Regions from separate parts of the Oryctolagus cuniculus genome. Here region 1 is linked to region 2. A link is a contact called in public Micro-C data. All regions are on one chromosome and are shown on one strand. The core of a region is the stretch at or near the end of the contact, and the rest is flanking DNA. Distances in the headings are between cores, read along the strand shown. Region 1 holds the start of NCOA7 (nuclear receptor coactivator 7). Region 2 holds the start of LOC100338244 (tRNA (guanine(10)-N2)-methyltransferase homolog).

Region 1 (4,000 bases), core at 1,275-3,774, 190 kb after region 2:
CAAAACGACGTTAACATTTTAAAGCAGCAAGACCCTGTTTGTTCCAAAAGCCTCATCTTAACAACCACTAGAGTTGTCAAACTTGGAAACGGATATGCTTATCTATATACTGAGAAGACAGTTAAAATTTGTATTCCTACCACATTTTTAATTACTTAGTAATCAGAGACACATCTAAGTGGTTTATTTTTACCTACACCTGCAATAAAATACTTTATAATTAGTGCAAACCACAATAATTCAACCATAAAACAAGTTAATATGTGACTTATTAACCAAATCACTGTGCCCTCTTAAGTAACTCAGAATTTTCTTTAAAACATGAATTGTACTTTAAAACTGTGTGAGAGTTTAAATGGAGTTGATCACCAATGAGACTGGAAAATTTGCAAGCTCAGACACGAAATCAGGACTTGGAGACAATTACCTCATTTAATAACATATTCCAGAAGGATAGCCTTGGTCCTAAAAAGGGCAGAATTGAAATCTGCATGTTAAAATAGATGAGTGTGCCAATTTAAATAAAGTAGTAATTTTTAAAATCCAGTTAAACTTCACTGCTACAGAACAAATAACAAGCATGCTTCAAAAAGTTCATGGAAAATGGTATTAATTTTGGGCAAAAAAATTTTTAAATCCACGCATAGCTTTTTCATAATACGCATTTTCCATGAAGTTTTTAAGAATCCCTTCCTACACGCTAGTTCTAAATCGTCTTTAGATGAAGCTTGAAACGCAGAAGGCACTAGATTACAGGAACTGGGGGTTGGAGTTTTTACTGATTCATCTCTCCAAATCTCTAAACCTAAACAGAGTTTACAAATGATCCATTTTCCCAACCTCTAGACCTTACTTCTTAATATAAAATTAAGAATCACGGTCTGAGAAGAGATAATCTTGTCAAAAGCTCTGTTTCACAAAGTTCCTACCTGGAGGAGAAAAAAAATCATTCATCACCAGTTTCTCGAAAACACAAACCCTGCCACCGGGCTGGCGCGGGGCTGAGCACGAGGCGCCTCTGCTGGCTGACCCGGCGCATCCCTGCGGCAGAGCCTGACCCGACACCTGTATCCAACTTCACCGCCAGCACCGCCCTTCTCCGAGCCGCGGGCTCCGAACTGGGCAGCACAACACCACCCCGGCCTCACCCACCTCCTGGACACTCCGACTTCTAGAAGGACTCTTTCAACCTGCCCTAGACTGTTGTCGGGAAAGGTCTGGTCTACCAATTTTATTTGCCATCCAGCTAGCTCTGAAATGAAACACAGCAAGCCACAGCGACTGCTCCCTGTCGCTAACAGAATGCTTCGCCTGTCTACCTGTTCGGGCTAAAAAAGACAAGAAGGAGCCATCTGCTAATCCAGTCGGAAAATCGCAGTGACATTTCCACCTCAGCCGCTGAAATGCCAACGGTCCCCTCTGCCAATCCCCGCATGCCAGCCTGTCCTCCCCACCCCGCACCCCACATGCCCCCAGGGGCTGGCCGGGGAAGGGTCAAGCTCTCCTTCGCCCCCGCCCGGCCTCCTCAGCCCACCAAGAGGTCTGCAGAGTAGCAGGGGGCTGCGCCCCAGCGCCATTAACACACCTCCGAGTGCTCCCCGGAGCGCGGCGGGAGGCAAGTTTGGCCGGTCCGGCCCCGGCCCCTGGCCTCTCCCGGCAGCATCAGCCGCAGGCGGCCGCGAGCTCCGGCCCCGCCCCACCCACCTACCTACAGGGCGGGGGCGCCAGCTCCTGGGTTCGCGGAGAAGGGGGTCAGGCGCACACATTTCTGGGAGCGGTGGCCTCTGCCGCTGGGCGCGGGGGAGCGCATCCTTTAGGGTGGGTGGAAGGAAGGCTTGGGGGTGGACCGTGCGCCGAGGAGGGGCGACGGGAGGAGGCAGGGGCGCGGGGTGCGCGCCCGCGGAGCCCCGGGTCCGCGCTCTGCTGGGCGCAGCCGCTGCCCGGACGCCTCAGGCCTCGCCCCACGCGCGGCGGCCGCTGCGCCCGCGGTCAGCGCATCAGCCACGACGGCTCCCGGCCAGGCCGAAGGCGGGGAGTTGCGGGTGGCGCGACGCGGTGCAAATGCCCGCCTCTAGCTCCGCCCGGTTGGCGGCGCGCTCTGCGCCCCTCCGCGGCGGCGGCGGGGCCCGGGGAGCTCGGCGGCCTGGCGCGGAGGCTCGGGCTGCAGCTGCCGCATGCTCCCTGCCCTCTGGACCTCGGAGCCGGGAGGCCTGCCGCCCGGCCACCCCCGACTGCCGCAGCCTCGGCGGCCTCCGCACAGCCCAGCCCGGGCCGTCGGCTCCGCCCTGGAGAGCTGCGCGCGCGGCCTCTGCAGGCCGCGGCCCTTTGTGACGCCTCCCGAGCGCGTGCCTGCCGCCGGCCGCAGGACCTGCAAAGGTCTGCTTACCTCGCCCCGGGCTGCAGCCCCTATGGCCGGCCTTGGCTCACACCCTTGGGGGGAAGTCGGGCTGTGAGAGCAGACCTGGGGCCCGAGCGTCTCCCCGAGCTCTCGAAGCCCCTGACTCTCCTTGCAGCGCGGGGACCGCTGGCCACAATGAATTCATCCTTCTGTGCCTTCCGGCGAGGCGCTGAGTAAAGGGGCCCACCATCTCCTCCCCCGCCCGTCCCCGTACAACTTCCAGGATGCTGCCAAATTGCAATCTTACAGCAATAGGCATGTAGCCATGGGGCCCTCCCAGCTGCCTCTTGGCAGGGACACCAGAGAACCTGGGGAAGATTTGCATCAGCAGCCGGCCTGTGCCTGTGAGCTTCCCACCCCCACTTGGATGCAGCTCCCTCTGCGGTCCCATGACCAGTGCTGCGTGATGACTAGGAGGACCTGGCCACGGAGTTCAGCCTTACAGTCGTCAACAACAGCAAAACCTCAAGGAAGAGCCTGCAGCTGGCCTGATGACATTGCATTGGTGTGGCCAAAGCCATCCCCACAGACCCAGAGAGGGTGGCGTCCCCTGGGCTGCTGCTGCTGATTATGCTGCGACATCGTCTCTGGCAGGCGGAACAAAGAACTGAACAGCGGTGGCTTTGGGATTTCAGTTGCAGTTATGTTACCCTGGTTAACACATGTGAAATAATCTCCCCATTCTGCCAGGGGTCTAAATGGAGACTTCAGGTTTACATTTTTGGTTTGAATGTGGAGAATGAGGCATATTCCCCCTTTGTATCTGTAGGCATTGTGCTATTTGTAAACCAGTTAGGGTTTAGAAAGGAAACATTTGGTTTCTGAAATATGAAGAGCTGATTTCATTGTAGCAAAAGAACCTGGCTGGAAATCTCCAGAGTCGGAGCTGCTCTCATACTTCTTTGATGAGTGCTCTTATGATTTTGAAATCTAAGGTTAATAAACATCAGGCAAAAGAGAAACTTGTGCCCTGGCAAATCCAAATTGTAATAAGATAGCTGAAGTTGTTTGAGATGAGTTCTTTTAGCACATTGGAGGTTGGGTGGGGGTGGGGGCCCTGCCGGCGCTGAGCTGAGTCAGGAAACATCCACCACGTGACTTGGCTGCTCCCCGAGTCTCTCTGATGGAGAGCCCCACTGTATTTTTTAAAACTGCCTGTTATGCAGTTTATGGTATTTTGTCCAAAATCCTGAATTAGTTGATTATAAAAGTACATATGTGCATATGTGATGTATAAGTAACGGGATAAACCCAGTATCGAGGAAAATTTGACAGTGCTTACTCTACCCAAATTTACAAATTTTGAATGTGGCTTCTACAGAAAATGTCCATTGGGCTCCAATTCTAAAACTGCTTCCCATCCTTCCATTACCAGCAGCCCTCTTCTGTTTTCATGGACCCTATGTCTTGTCAAAAAACAAATTGGGGGTAGGGTTGTGACACAGCCCCATTCATATAGGGGTACCTGAGCTCGCATCCCGGGTGCACTCCGGATTTCACTTCCTGCTAATGCACACCCCTGCGAGGTAACAGGTGACGGCTCAGGTACTTGGTCCCTGATACCCACATAGAATATCTGAGTTGAGCTCTGGGTGCCTGGCT
Region 2 (4,045 bases), core at 1,483-3,982:
AGAGCCCGTTGTGATCCCGTGTGGCCTCGCTGCAAGCACACAGAGGCCAGCTCACCCAGCTCTGAGGATTAGGGAAGGCTGATGCCGCAGACAACTCCTTGCTCCTTGGCACACCCCCTTTGCTTTGCTTCGCTAGCTTTCTTCCCTTTGCAGGTCCTCATCCTCTGCCTGTCCCTGACCACGTCAGTGTTTTCACTCCCTTTCACTGCTTTCTACTTCCTAGGGGACGCATCTCTTTTCAATTTCCATCTACAAAATCAGTTCCTGTAATCTAAGCAAGGAACCCAGATCTTTCTCTGGAGGGCCAGATTATTCAACCATTTCACAGACTTGACTTCGCTACCTCACACTCAGCTCAAACTCCCAACTCCACAACCGAACTCATCGCTTTGGCCACCAGTGCTTCTACTGTGTTCCTAATCTTGATGACAAGGTGCCACCACCATCAGTTTACTCTAGCCAGAAAGCATTTTCCACTTCCTCATTCTACCAAATCTACATCAAGGATTCAGAACCTCAGCACTACCTATGGGGCTGGGTAATTCCATGTGATGGGAGGCTGTCCTGTGCAATGCACATTAACAAAAACCTTGGCCCCTACTTGTTAGGGGACAGTAGCTCCCCTGCTCCCACACGCACACAGTGTGTACCACCAAAAGGATCTCAAAGCATTGCCAGAAGTCCCTGACACCCAGAAGACATAACTGCCTGCAGCTGAAATCACGGACTCATCTCCACTAGCAAGTCCTGCCTATTTCACCACCGAAGTCTCTTACTTTGATCCACCTTTGTCCCTGCTACCACATTCTGATTTCAAGGCATCATCAGGCTGTGTTACTTCAACTGCCTCCTAACAGAACACCCTACGGCCATTCTGGTCCTCCCCAAACCATTCCCCACCAGGGTGGTGGAAGGATACATCAAAGAATAAAACCCTTCAGGCAACTCCTCACCCCAGCACAAAGCACTGTGGGGTTTCCCTTGCTGGTTGGCCAATGTATGTTCCCCTGGATAAAGTTCTCTCCAGCTAGGACATGGTTTCCTCCCCTCCTTATCTGGTCAACTCCTACTTAGAGCTCACTTGCTCTGGAAAGCCTTCCCCAACCCCTCAAATCTGGGTAGCTGCCCCTTCCGCGGGCTCACAAAACACCTAAAATGCACGGGGCCTGGTAATCAACTGTCTCTTCTGTATTCACTCTGCCTTTTAAGATGATAAAAACCTGGGGCCAGTGTTGTGGCATAGCAGATCAAGCTGCTGCCTGCAGCGCTGGCATCCCATGTGGGTGCAGGTTTGAGTCCTGGCTGCTCCACTTCCGATCCAGCTCTCTGCAGGTGCACCTGGGAAAGCAGTGGAAGAAGGCCCAAGTGCTTGGGATCAAACATCCACATGGGAGACCCAGATGAAGCTCCTGGCTCCTGGTTTCGGCCTGGCCCAGCCTGTGGCCATTTGGGGAGTGAACCTGTGGATGGAATCTCTCTCTCTCTCTCTCTCTCTCTCTCTCTCTGCCTAACTCTTTCAAATAAATAAATCTTAACAACCACACACACACACACACACACAAAGATAAAACCTCTATACAAACTGGCCTTTACTGTCTTCTCCAATTGGATCTCCAAAACAAGGTGGTTGATGGAATTCAATCTGTTTCTAAGCAAGGAGGGAAGGCTAACTACAACAGACACTATCTTTGTCGCCGATTCTCCCAGAAGGTTGTTTCTCTAAAGTGGCACCAGTGAGATCAGGTGTGTATCAGGTTATCTGTTTTACAATATCTTGGCAAAGGCTCAGGGCTCAGATTACCACACATCCCAGTGACAACATTTCAGGGGAAATCAGAGGTTGTTAAGCAATGGTTGGACTTGAGACTCAGCTTTCCACAATTGCCATGATTTATTTTCCAGTAGTTTTCAATATCAGTCTTAAAGTGATCCGAATCAAAACTCGCATCTAGAAGGGAGTTAGGGGGAATCCGTGTAATTAACGCACAAGCCACAAAGTGCCATTTTAGGCCAGGTCCCGCTGGCACCACCTCTCCCCTTCTCCTAACTTCAGAGCTCTGGGGGACATGAACCGGCCCCGGGGCGAAGCAAGGGTGGGGGACTCGGGGACACTGGGGCCGTCTGCAGGGCTGGGCAGAGCCCCGGCTCCCCAACCCCAACGCACAAACAGCTCCGCCTCGGGAGCGCCCCAACTCGGGCCTCCCGTGGCCCGGCCGCGCTTCGCCGCCCACCTCACAGTGCAGGAGCTCGGTGTTGGTTTCCTGCTGCCGGGCGATCCGGCAGAACACGCACTTGCTGTCGTAGTCCTCGGCTTCCGAGGACTTGGTGGCGACCGCGGACGTCTCCGTGGAGGACGCCTTAGGTCCTGCAGTGACTGCTGCATCACAGTCGGGACTCGGCTCCATGCGTCAGCTCCCCCACTCCCCGGCTGCCTTCGCGCGGGTCCCTACAGAACAGAGTTTTGGCTTTTCCGGGACCCCTAGGCCCGCGCAGCTGCCGCCTCCCGCACCTACTCGCTTTTATCTCGAGGCGTCGCCCTTCGCCTGGAGGTGGAGCGGGCAGGAAGGTGGGCGCATGCGCTGATCCAGGCCGCCGGTAGAGGAAAGGCGCCTCCGGGAGCCACTAGGTGGCGAGCGAGGACATTACCTGGAGTCGCCCGCCCCCGGCGCCTCGTTGGTAAGGACGCACGACGTCCGCCGAGATGGAGGAGCGCGCCGTGCGTCGGGTGACATCACTGGGGCGCCGAACGTCTGCCGAGTGAAGCCTGGTGGGTATTCTGATCGCCGCTCCTGCGAGTCTCGTCATACGGCAGAGTATCAGAAGAGTACGAGTGTCACCCTTATTTTTCTCAAGTGTTCTTAAAGGTTGATTTTAAACATGCATAGGTTGTAAGAGGACGACCAAAATTTCTAGAGCCTTTTCAGTATAGATCACGTGTGGTGCTACATATTTACCAGCATAAGCTCAAAATGTGTAAACCTGAACCTGACGTCTCGGTTTTCTTTTTGTTGTTGTCGACAGTACTAGCTAAATCTAAATTAGGGCCTAGGAGCAGGTGTTATGCTAAAGGTTAGACGCCTGCGTTATGCTAAAGGTTAGAGTAGCTGGGCACCCCAGCTTCCTGCCCATGCAGACCCTAGGAGTCAGCAAGGATAGCTCAGGTGGTTGGGGCCACTGGGGACATTTTGGGAGTGAATGGGCAGATAGAGTGTGTGTGTGTGTCTCCCTCACTCCCTCTTCTCGTTCTCTCAAAAAAAAAAAAAAAAAAAAAGGTAGCCTTTCATATTCCACCCAGCCAAGTGAATGTGGTGCCCTGTTGACCGTCTCAGATATTCCAGAAATTCACTGCCAATGATTCCTTGTGCCTCACCTTGACTAGTACAATAACTTCCTAAGTTATTTCTTTGTTTTCTTGACATCAACAGAAGACTGGTTGGTAGTGAGAAAGTGCAGAGAAAGGTTTATCTGTCCCCAGAACCCACTAAACTTTTTTGAAAACAGACTTCCTTTTATTTAAGTTTTATTTGAAAGGCACGGAGAAACCAAGATAGATCCTCCATCCACAATAGTTGGGGCTGGGCCAGGCCGCAGCCAGGAGCCTATAAATCAATTCATTTCTCCCATGTGGGTGGCAGGGATGAAATCACTAGAAACCATCACCACTACCCTCCAAGGTGTACATTAGCAGGAGCCTGGACCTGGAAGCACAGTTGAGATTTGAACCCAGGCACTCATATGATGTGGGTGTCCCACTGAACAGTTTAGCTGCTGTAATTTCCCTGAAAACCAAGGAGCGTCTTTCATGTGTTTATTTGTCATTTGTGTGTCTTCTTTCATAAAATGTTCAAACTTTTTGCCCATTTTTTCAAATGTGGATTCTTACTGAATTATGTGTTCCCTAAATATTCTGGAGACATATCCTTTTCTTTTTTTTTTAGATGTGTCTGTTTATTTGAAAGAGTTACGGACAGAGAGGGAGAGACAGGGAGAGAAATTTTCCATCCTCTGGTTCACTCCCCACATGGCCACAATGGCTGGATCTGGG

The links. A called contact is a pair of places that touch in the nucleus more often than the background predicts.
Region 1: a Micro-C map of ear pinna shows a contact between it and region 2, with 4 times the contacts expected there. The contact joins the promoter of NCOA7 here to the promoter of LOC100338244 in region 2. A contact is called at or near these places in 4 of 6 Hi-C or Micro-C datasets (ear pinna, embryonic fibroblasts, skin fibroblasts and 1 more).

Annotation. Positions count from the first base shown.
Region 1 is chr5:44,007,386-44,011,385 of mOryCun1.1, forward strand. It overlaps NCOA7 (nuclear receptor coactivator 7), which reads right to left and starts at 2,525. Exons shown (of 16, transcript XM_070073629.1): 1 at 2,387-2,525.
Region 2 is chr5:43,818,698-43,822,742 of mOryCun1.1, forward strand. It overlaps LOC100338244 (tRNA (guanine(10)-N2)-methyltransferase homolog), which reads right to left and starts at 2,733. Exons shown (of 16, transcript XM_051854366.2): 1 at 2,647-2,733. It also overlaps the pseudogene LOC100347749.